Linked DNA regions of Oryctolagus cuniculus: region 1 is linked to region 2. Evidence: chromatin contacts called from public Hi-C data. All regions are on one chromosome and are shown on one strand. The core of a region is the stretch at or near the end of the contact, and the rest is flanking DNA. Distances in the headings are between cores, read along the strand shown. Region 1 overlaps HS6ST2 (heparan sulfate 6-O-sulfotransferase 2). Region 2 overlaps LOC103351973 (a long non-coding RNA gene).

The links. Hi-C and Micro-C count contacts between places; a contact is called where the count stands out from the background.
Region 1: a Hi-C map of an unstated tissue shows a contact between it and region 2, with 5 times the contacts expected there. The contact joins two enhancer-like sites. A contact is called at or near these places in 2 of 6 Hi-C or Micro-C datasets (skin fibroblasts and an unstated tissue).

Annotation. Positions count from the first base shown.
Region 1 is chrX:110,233,428-110,239,875 of mOryCun1.1, reverse strand. HS6ST2 (heparan sulfate 6-O-sulfotransferase 2) reads left to right here. Exons shown (of 4, transcript XM_008273223.4): 4 at 592-3,750. The coding sequence ends at 1,492. Among named protein-coding and RNA genes, the nearest start is that of MBNL3, 170 kb to the right of the region's middle. Within about 2 kb of position 1,410, at least 1 of the 8 cell types and tissues checked has an H3K27ac peak or open chromatin away from gene starts, as enhancers often do.
Region 2 is chrX:109,447,760-109,454,593 of mOryCun1.1, reverse strand. It overlaps LOC103351973 (a long non-coding RNA gene), which reads left to right. Exons shown (of 4, transcript XR_011385395.1): 2 at 1-1,788. Among named protein-coding and RNA genes, the nearest start is that of STK26, 160 kb to the left of the region's middle. Within about 2 kb of position 1,328, at least 3 of the 8 cell types and tissues checked have an H3K27ac peak or open chromatin away from gene starts, as enhancers often do.

The DNA of each region.
Region 1 (6,448 bases), core at 161-2,660, 790 kb before region 2:
TATGACAACAGCCAGAATCAAGAGTATCATAGCAAACGCTCTTCCAGCGAGGTTTGTTCTTTTTTTTTTTTTTAAAGACATTTAGATTAGACTGGATATTGGGAAAATGCATGTGCATATTGAATAAGAAAGATTAGAATTCGAGCTCACTTATCAACTCCATTTCATGTCAATAAATCATTTGCTTCCACCGAGTCTCCATTTCATGATCAGGAAACGGGGGCTTTGGGACCATAAACAACATGGTTACCTACTTAGCCAGTGCGTCACCAGGAGGATTTGCCATCGGCTGGAGCAGGAGCAATAGAAGGGAAGTGGGGATGAACAGCCAAGCTGATGTCTTGAGAGTAACCGCTTTGTACCTGCTTTAGCTGCAGATTCAGTGAAACAATTAGCTATCCTGCTAGGCTAACGGGACTGATGGAGGGACGGGGGCTGCAGCAGAGTTCACAGGACACATGGCACTCGGACCTTAGCATTCCCCCCTTGTCTTTCTTAATGGCTAGTGAACGTCACATGTGCCATGTACCTCCCTGACTCCACTTATGTCAGCCACATCTCTGACTTTGGGTCTTTGTGCTTTATCCACAGGAACTTCCACTACATCACCATCCTCCGCGACCCTGTGTCCCGCTACTTGAGTGAGTGGAGGCATGTCCAGAGAGGGGCGACATGGAAAGCATCCCTGCACGTGTGTGATGGAAGGCCCCCAACATCTGAAGAGCTGCCCAGCTGCTACACTGGCGATGACTGGTCTGGCTGCCCACTCAAAGAGTTCATGGACTGCCCTTATAACCTAGCCAACAACCGCCAGGTGCGCATGCTCTCAGACTTGACTCTGGTAGGCTGCTACAACCTGTCTGTCATGCCTGAAAAGCAAAGAAACAAAGTCCTGCTGGAAAGTGCCAAATCAAATCTGAAGCACATGGCATTCTTTGGCCTCACTGAGTTTCAGCGGAAGACCCAGTATCTGTTTGAGAAGACCTTCAACATGAACTTCATTTCGCCGTTTACCCAGTATAATACCACTAGGGCCTCTAGTGTAGAGATCAATGAGGAAATCCAAAAGCGCATTGAGGGACTGAATTTTCTGGATATGGAATTGTACAGCTATGCCAAAGATCTCTTTTTGCAAAGGTATCAGTTTATGAGGCAGAAAGAGCATCAGGAAGCCAGGCGGAAGCGTCAGGAACAACGCAAATTTCTGAAGGGTAGGTTCCTTCAGACCCATTTTCAGAGCCACAGTCAAGGTCAGAGCCAGAATCCAAGTCAGAATCTGAGTCAGAACCCAAATCTGAATGCAATTCAGAATCTGACTCAGAATCTGCTGCACAATCTGATTCAGAATCTGACTCAGAGTTCGAGTCAGAATTTGAGCCAGAAGGAGACCCGGGATAGCCAGAGGCAGAAACCAGGGCAGGGGCGCAATGAGAGCAGCCACGCCAGCAACGGTACCCATGACTACATAGGCAGTGTAGAGAAATGGCGTTAGTTGACTCAGAAAGGCTTGTGCACACTTCCCTCAATGCGCCACCAAATAGATGGCAGATCCTAAAAGATCAAAGTGTCCAAACACACCCTGCTTCCTTAACTTGGGAAGATTTTAAAAAAAAAGTTTAGATGTTGCCTTTACAGTTGCCTTTCAATTAAATGTTATACTGTGCATGGGTAAAACAAATCTCAGTATGTAATTAAATTGTCTTTTTTGGGATTGGTCTATTTATGAAATCCAAAAGCCAAACCAGACTCACCAGAAATTGCTGTTTAGATATTTTAAGAAGTTCTTAAATTAGTTAGGGAGACAAAATGAAAACATCAAATGCAACCATTTAACTTATGGCTAAGAAATGGACTTTAAATGATTCATGATACACTGTTAAAACCCAATCTTAGAAGCAAACTTTTTTTTTTCCCAAGAATAAGCATAAGTATAAGCAAACTGACAGAAGTGAAACACAAAACCTTTCATTTTGTTCTGATTTTAACAAGGAATCTATTGAAGTAGAATAACAACTGATGATAAATTTCACCAAAAATGTAGAAAATGAAAAATTCTTCTCCCCAACATGGGTGGTTTTATATAAAAATTCTGGCTTTTCAAGAACAGGATTCCTATCTTGTAATTCAAGGGATGTTTAAATTTTAAACTTTTTATACCTTCTACTGTTTAAAGGTTTTAAACAGGGTGTGTCTCATATCAAACAGAACACTTTTGTTTCCAAATGGAATACCAATGTAAAGATCTAATTTCCAGATGCTTCCCTGGCACTGTAATCTCAACAGCTCTGGAATCTTTTTGGCGCTGCTTCTCATTATTTTAAGGCTTCTCCAAGTTGTGCTCATTCCAAACTAACTCATGTATAGACTCTTTCTTCATCATCTAAATGGTGTGTTTCTGAATTTATTGTGGTATATAATAATCCTGCATTTAAAGTCAGGGCTTTCTTTCTATAAACATGTCTTATCAATGTTTGTGTAGTGAGGTCCTTATCAAGAGACTCTTGAGCAGGATAACGTGTCTAAAAATATTCTTGAAGTTATTCTTGATCAGATATAACTGAACCTGAATGTGAACTGTTCTTTACTTTTTGTATACCTGTATTGTAATGTTTCTGGTTGAGCTGGCTATTTCTAGCCCATTAGTTCTTTTTCATGTGGACACATTTATAAACAATTGCAAGAGCAAAGGCTGATAAATGGTAGAATGAACATTGGGATAGCCGGAGTTACTCAATAATACCAAAAGCTACCCCCTGATACTTTGGGTTAATCCTTCTACCAGGTTTTTGTTTAAGAAAGAACACTAGGAAAAAGTGTCCTGACATGAAGTTAAGTATCAGAAACATGTGAGTTGAGAAGAGTGATTTGGGAGTGTAAGTCTGTGCAAAAATAATACTTTTATGGTATCAATTGCAAATTGAGCAATGTAGAAAGAAGAATGGAACCCACTGTGCTGTCAAGCACATGTCATGATTCTGGGCAGTTTCTGTTTTACGGGTTTTGCTCCATTTTGTAAGGACGTATACTAACCTCCTGGCTATCAATCAAATAAGGTGATTGGAGCTGGCATTTATATTTGTAGTAGGGACATGCTTAGAAGTGTGACCATGAAGTCACATCTTGTCCCATCTGCTCATGTGTGTGATCTAGTTTCATCTGTAATAATATGGCCACAAACTAGACAAGAAGTTAAGTATTTGGTTTTAAAGTGTGTTTTCTTGACTCTGAGCTTGTATTATGATTTCTACCTTTTGTTTTGGCAAACAGTATCACAGTCCTGGGAATTTTGAGACCTAAATCCTGCAAGGAATTTGTTTTCCAAAACACACACCTTGACATGTCAGAGTGTTTTAGAGTGAAGCTATTTTGTGTACACTGTGTTTTTAAAATATTCTGTTGAGCACTTTGGTATTTTCAATTTTGTTTTAGTTTTAATTGAAGATGGTTGTTCTTCAAACCGACAGGTAGTGCTGCAAAGCAGGACAAAGCCCAAGCCAGTGGAAGAGCTTGTTATAGAAAAACCATTTTGTGTTATTGCTGTGGTGTGCATGGTTTGCAGAGATAAAGTACATTTTTCTCTGTCTATACTGATTATTGTATATAGGGGATGATATAAATATACATTTTTGTCATTGTCATGTAAATCACATGATTTCAACTGTAAACTTCTGTCCAATGGTGTAGCTTTACAAACCATTCACTGATTTTTGTGTAATTTAACAATAGATATGAAATAAAGTTTAAATTACAGGCTCTGAGTCATTTCATGGTTCTGAGGTTTGCACCCAATATACCTTCAACGTCATTGACCAGAACAGAATTACTTTTCACAAGGAGTTTTCCTTTCTCTCTCTTGACATCCGGGTATGGAAATGTGATGCCCCCACTGTAACCTCTCATGGTAACATGGCCTTAATTTGGGGTATATCTTTCTGGAAGTTGGTGTTTTGAGTAAAAGAAAGTTGTCCATAAAAGACAAGGTTTGGTATGCAAATGAAATGCACATATGTTTCAACTTAAAGTTATTAGATATTTGCATATTCAAGAGCATTCAGAAAGGAAAAAAAGCTCTCTTTATGTTTCTCCAGTCTATCCACAGAGTAGGAGTTTAAAGGTAAGAATTAACATATTGGCACACTTTGCTCTAATTATATTCAATGTACATATTTTTCCAAACTTTTGTGGTTAGGATGATGGGTGGGATGATTTGTCCTTGCTCCTAAACAAAGACACTCAAGATATCAGTTCAATGGGCTAGAGAGAACAACGCTACAGATTTGGGGGATGGGAGCATTGTTAGCCTGTAAACTATTTGTACTTATGAAGTTATTCCCAGTAACTGGTTATTGAGCAATAATTAGATAGCCGCAAAAAACATTAAAGGAAGTTCTTCAGGTAGAATGATTGGGAAAATACCACTGGCTTGGAACTAAACAACAAACAAAAGAACTTGGGATGGAATAAATGGTAGTAAATTGATTTTTGTTTTATGTAATTGTATGATTCTATTTATATGGCATTCTGAAAAAGGCAAAATTATAGAGATATAAAACAAATAAGTAGTTTATAGTGGTTTGAGTAAGGGGAGGCCAGCCTACAAAGGGGAATCCATAAAGATATTTTTAGCATGAAAGGCTCACTCTGTGTGGCACTGGGGTGGTGGGTGCATTTGTCAAAACCCATAGAACTGTGTGCCACAAAGAGAGAATTATGCTTTATGCTAATTAAAAATCAAGCTGGGCTATCAGGGGAATCAAAGATGGATTTTAGACAGGGACAAATGAATCTAACAGAACAAATGAGCAACTTGGCCATAGTGAAAGGGGTAAATAACCTAATTTAAGTACATTTGAAAATAGTGTTTTGACTTTATAATGTAAAACCAAAAGTTTGAAAATTGTACACAAACAGAAATAATAAATATTGGGTGGCCAAAGGTCCCAGTTGTATAAGGTTCTCATGGCCCCTTGGAAGGAACTATGAACAAGAACATGGAGGTCAAAAAGTTGACATATTTAGGAAATGAAAGTTGAATCCCTTTCCCCTTGTGGAGGATAGATACCCTTGGTGAGCAGGGCCATTTCACCCAAGTAAGGAAAAGGTAGGAGACTGGAGTTTTGCTTTAGGGCACCAGTTCAGAGTTGGCTGCTAAGGAAATGGGTTATTGACATAGCCCAGAGAGGAGCTATAATGAAGAAATAATGCATTGGCTCGATTCCTAAGCACTTAATTAGAATTCTCAAGGAGTTATAACCAAGTACAAGCAGGGATACCTTTGGGGGACGGGGTCTAGAAGAGGAATGCTTTACTTCTAGGGCAGTTGTGTGTGTGTGTGTGTATGGGGTTGGGTGAGTGGAGATGCTGGTACAAAGCCTAACAGCGCCACCCAACGGACTTGAGTCCCTTACAAAATCAAGGTGCCTGAAACACAGAAGAGAGCCACTGAGTAGTCCAGTGTGATGATGTGCAACCCACAGCTTTCTAGCATTGTCCTGAAAACACTGTTCCTGGCCCTAGGAAGTTGGGAAAAGGAGACTAGGGTACTTCTTGAGTGTTAAGTGGCCACTGGCGGTGGGCCAGGAGTTGCTTCTCTCTTGTCTTCACTAGGGGTTAAACTATTCCAAGCAAATGGTAGCAAGCAACTCCAAGTGTACCCCACCCCACTCCACCCCACTCCCCCGCTGAGACTGTGCAATCAGGCAGTCCACATTATGGCAAGAATGAGGTAACACTAACAGTTTCAGTTGTCAGGAATTCAATCATCACCCTCAAAATACTGAGACCTTCTCAAGTGTGCAAAGCTCTCAGAATCTCAGGAGAAAATTATCCTGAAAACAAAGTGACCTGGCTGTTTCTCAGTGCAAACGGCTGTTCCGAGCAGCTAGGGCAGGAGTCCAAAACCGAGTTCCCTGAGGCCGAATGCAGCCTTAGGCATGCTTTTGTCAATAAAACAGTATCAGAACACGCCACGCCCATTGCTTGGCATATTTTCTCTGGCTGCTCTTGGGCTACAGCAGCAGGAGTCGTTACAACCAAAATGCCTAAAATATTTATTTTCTTGCCCTGTAGAGAAAAAGTTGGTCTATCCTGGTGCTACGGAGCCAAAGTTCCCGAACTATTGAAAACTTGGCAGGGTTGACCATGATCCCAGAGTCTGAAAGAATAGAGCGCTGCGATTCCCACAACATGATTTACAGTACATAAACGGCAAGTATTGAGGACCTACACATGAAAGTTGCTGCAGGAAGCCTGAGAGAAGGGAACAATCTGCTCTCTTTTTTTTTTCTCTCAGAATTGAGAGAATTAGAGCTACATGCCATCTCATCAAGTATAGGTAAAAGCTTAATTAGTTCATCAGTTGTCCTAGATACTAGACACCCACCAGTTCCTTGGAGAATGCATGCGCGTGTGTGCAAAGTGAAACTTCCTTTGAATTGCTCACTTTCTG
Region 2 (6,834 bases), core at 79-2,578:
TTAGTGAATATGGCCATATGAGGGTTTTTTTGGCTAATATTTCATTTACTAAAAATTTAGGTCTTGTGGATTTTCACAATAATGACAAACTTCCCAGGAAACAAGTGAAAATATGATCCAACTGGTAACAAAGCCAAATTTTAATAGAAAATTATTTTGTATGAAGCTAAATACAGATGTTTGTGTGCATGCATCAAAATTAGTAAGTATATTAACATTCAGTTGTTATTGGTGTGTTGAAACATAATCCAAATGTTTATCAGTCTCACTGAAAAGTACCATTTATCACTGCTTTTAGTCTTCATTTTCATATAGTTCGTTTTTGACTCATTTGTATGTCTCAGTTGCTTCTGAGAAACTGATCCCTAAGTGACATGAACATACACAATAAAGTCATAGGAAGCCATTGTCAGCCTTAATAACTACATGGAAATGTCCCTGTGTTCCAGTCTTCAATGATGAAACCATTAGACTACATTAGCCTCCTCTGATGGGAATTTATACATACTTGAGTAGGTGCGTCTCTCCAAATGGGCACTGTATAGCAGCCAGTCTTGAGAACTACCTTCCTTAGAGTTCTAGACAAATAGCTGCTTCTCCCTCAACACACAGGCCTGCTATCCAGGCCAGAAAATGGTGGAACTTGGAAAGTGAGCCAGGTCAAGAATCAAATGTACTTGTTCCTAGATTTGCTCTTCTCTAAGCCCTTAGGTGCAACCATTTTCTTTCTGATCTGGATCCCTGAAACTTGCACTCTGATAGTCCAAGACAATTGGGTACTATGAGAAAATGCTGAAAAAAGTTGAGAAAAAGAACTGCAAAGGCTAGGTAAGTGGAAACTGAATTTCTGAACTGAAAAGACCCCTTGATGAGTGTGTAGTTTTAGGCCCCAGATTTCAGTTAGATACTAAAAGCAAAATCATCAGAGTGTGAACAGTTTCTTTAAACTGGGTAACAAACAAGGCAGCCATATTTCCTGGGGCTTTTGTCACTTGGTCACATTTTTTTTCACACTGGATGGGCGGGAGAAGAGGGCTGGGGGGCGGGGAGAGGGCATTGTTAGTTGCCGTTCCTAGAGCAACACTGCCATCATGAGGAAATGAGTGATTAAAAACCCCCAAGGCTTCTTCCTTTAGCGTCCTTAACTGGGAAAGCCCCATTCTGTCACAAGCTTAAGCAGGCCCGGTCCTAGTTGGCTCTCAGTTCCGCCTCCTGGGGCCTCCCTAGAGTTCTGGACGAAGATCAAAGATGGAGTCCAGGTATAGCAGCTGCCCACGCGGGAAGCACGACTACGTCTGCCGCTGCCAGGAAGTCTGGGCACAGGAAGTCATGGGGTGGAGTCTTGGCATCCTCCCAGTGTGGGCGGGACTAGAGGAATTCCACCAACTGACAAAGTCCAGGGTCTGTGGCTATTTGTCTTGCTCCCTGCCCCTCAGAACCTGGGGAAAGCTGACACGTGGTGTTCCCAAGCTCTAGGGACTTGAAATGCAGAGAACAAGACAATACCAGGTAGTTTATAGCAGGGCTCCATGTGCTCTGCATGCTGAAGGTCTCAGGTGCACCCAAGCTGTTTGGAGCTTGGAGGGCCTTGAAAAGAAGTGGAACCACCCAGCTAAGCTAAGAAGTGTTAGCTTTTCTGCTAGGAGAGCAGACCGCGCCCAAACAGATGGAGACCAAAAACAAAAGGAGAAGACTGAAGATGAACCTACCTTTTAAAAGTCCTTGTCTGCTGGAAGTGGCATTTCCTGCGACTCTGCTTCACGTCTTCGTACATGGCTGTTGTAGCAGGTACATTGTTTCTAAAAAATGAGAAAAACAGATGGCAAAATGGTAAAATGTGTCAGTATTCCAAAGAATATTTAATGATACTTGAAAAATGTTCAAGCTGCAAATGAGGAAAGCTGGTTTTAATGTTCAAGTACAAGGGGATTTGAATGTTATTTTTATTTAAGTGCATGTTAAACCTGCAGAGATACAAGAATGCACAGCAAGGACATTGTTAAAGTGGCCATTTGTTCTTACACTGACGTAGTACCATTTATTTTCTAGTTTATAAGTGCTTTGCCAGCAGCAGGTATAACTTTTATGATTTCTTAGAATAGAAATGCCTTCTAGAGCAAAATACAGAAAAATTCCAAGCATTCACGAATGCATATTGATATGCAAGTGTGCAAATGATTTAAGGTACTGCTGAAGACTTTGTCCATGCAATCATGTTTAAAAATAAACATATATACAAAGAGGCTTCACAAAGTTCATGCAAAATTGAATTAAAAGAAAAGTTGGTTTTTTGTGCAAAAGCATGTTGAAATCCCAGCATATTTTTTCATGCTATGAATTGTTCATGAACTTTATAAAAACTTCTTATGTTCATGGATTACAGATTTTTTTGCATGAAAATACAGTATTTTTAAAATTTGTATTCATGAACTTTTTGCAGCACTCTTGTGTGTGTGTAATATATATATATATATATAAAAAGAGAGATGAGTAAGCATTTTTAAAATTTGCACATTTATAATCATGGCAAGTATTATAGTGAGTATTCATTTTAACTGGAAATTATCAATTGATATATTTATTTCTGTATTTGTGTTTATATATAGATATTAGCAAAAATTATAGCTACATGGAAAGTGTTGTGTGTTTTCTTAGGATATACATCTGGATGAGAGATATCAATTATAACTTTTATTTAAATTTTTTAGAAAATATAAAACAAATTTGGTATAAATTTTGAAAAGTATAAAAAGGGAGAAATCCTAATAAGCATAAAATATAGTGCTTGTTTTAATGTAAGTTTTAGAGATACATGTCACTGTAGTAATGATTAGATAAGGCAGGCCTCAAATTAAGATGCTTAAGTTGTGGCATTACGGCTATATTATGTCCTGTGCATACATTTTTACAAAATTAAATGAGAACCTAGTATTTTTTATTGAGCAGGTCAATCAAGAAGCTCTTCGCAAATGTTTTATTGTCTGAAATCCACATGTTGCACATGTTTCATGATAATTCAATCTATCCATGAATCAGAAATGAAAATTTGGAATCTGGAACATAATGCATATACAAATCCAATTTAAGTACTAATTTATTGTCCTGTGTTACCATAAAATAGAATTATGTGTGTCTATTGAAAGAATGGCGATAAATATGCAAAAGGTTAATAGTGCTTAATTCAATATTTTATGACAGTGCTTTTTATTTTTAAACAGTGAGTGATTATTTTCTAAATTCTTTGGAAGCACACTGTCTTATGTAAAAATCACTCTTAAAATTGATTTCTGAAACTTAATTGGCAAACATATACCTGACAGAGTCATAGGAAATTAAAAGTAATATAATATCATACATGTGAACATACTTGTGTTCCAATGATGAAACCATGAGTCCAAATATGTCCCTTTTAAGTGGAATTGATGGAAATTTGAGTATATGTGTCACTTGAAGAGGGATGGTATTTGTAATTCAGACTTCAGAACTATCTGTCCAGCCATGGCTGCTCTCAACTCAACACACAAAGCCTAGTGCTCAGCTCAGAAAATGGAGGACTCAGGAAACTTGGCAGTGTGAAAAGTCACATGCTCTAGGCCCTTATTTGCATCTGTTTATTTACTTATGCTCAGCCCTGGATCACTAAGAATTGGCCAATGGAAGCAAATAATATTGGGAAAATATTGGGGATCAAGGCTGAATTGAAGAATAGCTACGCCTAGGTAGAGTAGAAATGGAATTCTTATAAACAAGGCATTTCTGATGAAACTGGGTGGTATAGGCCTTAATTTTATTACAGAGGGAAATTAGGAGTAAAAAGTGATTAAGAATGAGCTGATTTCCCCCAAACAGGGTGTTGCAAGGCGGCTTTGTTTGCTGGCTCCTTTGTCTCTTGGTGGATGTTTTTCTCACTGAAAGGGCCGGAGTAGGAGTAGAAGACCTTAGTGGGCAGGGCTAATCACCTTTCCCAGAGCAGTACTGCCATCAACAGGAAGTGGTTTGACAAAACCTCAAGTTAATGAGAACTTTCCTGAGGCCTAGCAGTTGAGAAAGGTTGGGCATTTTGTGAATATGAGTGGACTTCAGCCTTGAGCAGACATCTTTCCTTTTAAATCTGTAGTCTTCTATAAGCTCTGGGCGAAGTCAGAATCCTGGGGGGAAAAAGCTGTTAAGTAGGGGTTGGGGGAGGGGGGATAGGAATGAGTTTGCAGCCGCCAGGCAGGGCAAGTGCAAGTAGTTGGGATCAGACACTCACCCAGTGAGGACAAGACTAAAACAAATCAGAGGTCCTATTTGTGGGGCCTGTGGGTGTTTGTCTCCAGGCCCTGCCCCTGAGACATTAAAGCAGTTGGACTAGCACAAGGTATCAGTAGTATTAGAATGAGGGGTTAGGGGGTGGATCTCATTCCCTGTGACTTCTTAGCAGCTGGTGTGCTTCCTGGTGCTCTCAGGGACACCCAGAAGTCTGGCTTCCGCATTTCCTGGAGCGAGGAAGGCCTGATGAGGAGGAGTATGTGCCACTGTGCCAAGCCAATACAAAGTAAAACATTGAAAGGAGTGCAGACACCCACAAGCAGAAGTCCTGGAGGTATTTTCTGAGCCCAGGAAGTAATAGCTACAGTGGCTTTGCAGGCATTTATTTCTAGGGCCAAGTGTGGAGGCCTACCCTTTTAGAGGGACTTGTTTCTACCTCAGCTTGCATAAAGGAACAGAAGTGAATTCTTTGGCTATTGACCTTTCTTTCCCTAAGGAAGTTGGGCCCCCTGAGGCTTCGGATCTAACTGTTTATTCATATTAGCAGCTATTGTTCTCTGTGTCTGCTGGTTAGCTTTTTTCTGATGAAGGGTCCTTGTAGGCCTGACAAGGTCTCCGCCTTTGAGAAGCTGAGCACATCAAAACCCTGGAACACTTACCCACAGCATAGCAAGAAATACCTAAAATTTTTAGCTCTTCCTGAGGATGTTCTTGGTTGAAGTCAACCAAGGAAGGTATGGAGACTTTGGAGAAGGCAGGTCTCATTACTGTCAGGTACCCTGTGAAGCTGTAAGGTGATCACTTACCTCTTCAGCTAAACAAGTGCAACAGAGAAATTTGCATTAGAAGAGATAAGCTTTCTGCATTGGAGTAATAGTTTCACTTGACCAAATGCTAGACTAGGGCAGCCAGATGTGTAGAGAATTGTGGGTGACAAAGAAGCAGCCCTAGCTCTGGGATTCTAACTAGAGAAAATATGTGTTGATAGGGGAAACCATATATACATATGTATATAATATGTAGCATATATTATGTACCTACAGTATTTATAATGGAGGCAATAAGAAATATGTCTCATAATGATTTACTCACCGAAAATGAGGACCTCAAGATTTTCTGTAATATTCTCAAACTTCTCGGGAATTAGGAGTGAAAATTTTTTATGTAAACCATAATACATAAATATCCAATATTCTTATAAATTTATCATGAATGTAAATGTTTATATGTATATTTATATATAAATGTAAATATAAAAATATCTCTGTATCATAAGGACTGGGAGGAAATTATCCAAAAGATTATCAATGGTCTTCACAGGTTTTGTGATAATGCTTTACTCTTTATCAATGCATAGTTACAGCTGAATCTTTGGCAAGCACCATGTCTTAGTTACTATGAGGAAATGTTTTTAATACTTACCTCTAAGAGATAAATGGTAACACACACACACACACGCAATAAAGTCGTAGTGTTATAGGCAGGCAGATAGGATAAAATTGATCAGGTTTGTGAGCTGGAAGACCACGCCTTCACCATGCCCCTGTGTGACCTCTTGCCCCTACCTTGCCACACTTGTGTGCCCACCACCCAATCAGACTAATGCCCGAGACATTAAACAGTTGGACTAGCACAAGGTATCAGCAGTATTAGAATGAGGGCTTAGGGGGTGGTCCCTGAGTTGTAATCCCTTTTGGAAGGGGATTACAGCCTGGGACATGGTGGGCCCAGCCCTTTGGCCTTTTTGCCCTTTTTCCCTTTTGTCCTGGACCCACTTGGGGTCCCCGCACGCGTGGCCTTCAGGGTGCGTGGCCTTTGGGCCACCCACCCCATGTTTCCTGGCCTGCATGCTCCTCCACATGGCTGGCTCCTGGTACTTGGTAGGAATCCAGATTTCCCTCTCTTTAGATAGGGCCCTCATTCTCCTATGCATTTTTCTCACTGATAAAAGCTTAAAACTTATCATGCTGCCTCATTTATTTGTGCCAGTATTCAGAATTCTTCTCTGAATATTAGGGAAGAACCCACAAGACTTATTAATATTGTGAATTCATTAATAAGCACAGGGTAATATAAATGGCACCCCATATTCTGATATCATACCGCACCCCAGATGGGACTTCCAAGGGGTCTGCCTCCGAAAACAGTAGGAAGCCATTTAATGACATAGGAAAATGCTTGTGATGGTAAATGAAATTGTGAGACAAAACTTTTAAGTGACCCCTGATTGGGACATATATCTCCTGTTATTGTGGGGCACCATCTGAGAGCTATTTGGGTTCCCTCCTTAAAGCCCCAGTCAAATGGATGCTGACAACACAAAAGGCCTAGGTCTTTATCCAGAAGATAATCCTTAGAGATAAGCTGGGCAATGACACATGAATTGAAAATTAGAAATGTCCTGAAATTGAGTTTCTAGCATTTTCTGTCCAGGGATGTGTTCTGGAGACTTGCTACCAGAAACAGATGACTTGATAACTTAGGAACATCCTGGAGATGTAATGCTAAGTGAACAGGAATAGAACTATGAAGGCAAAGACTAGTGGAAATTAGATTCTTAAAAGAGAATGTGTCTGATAAGGT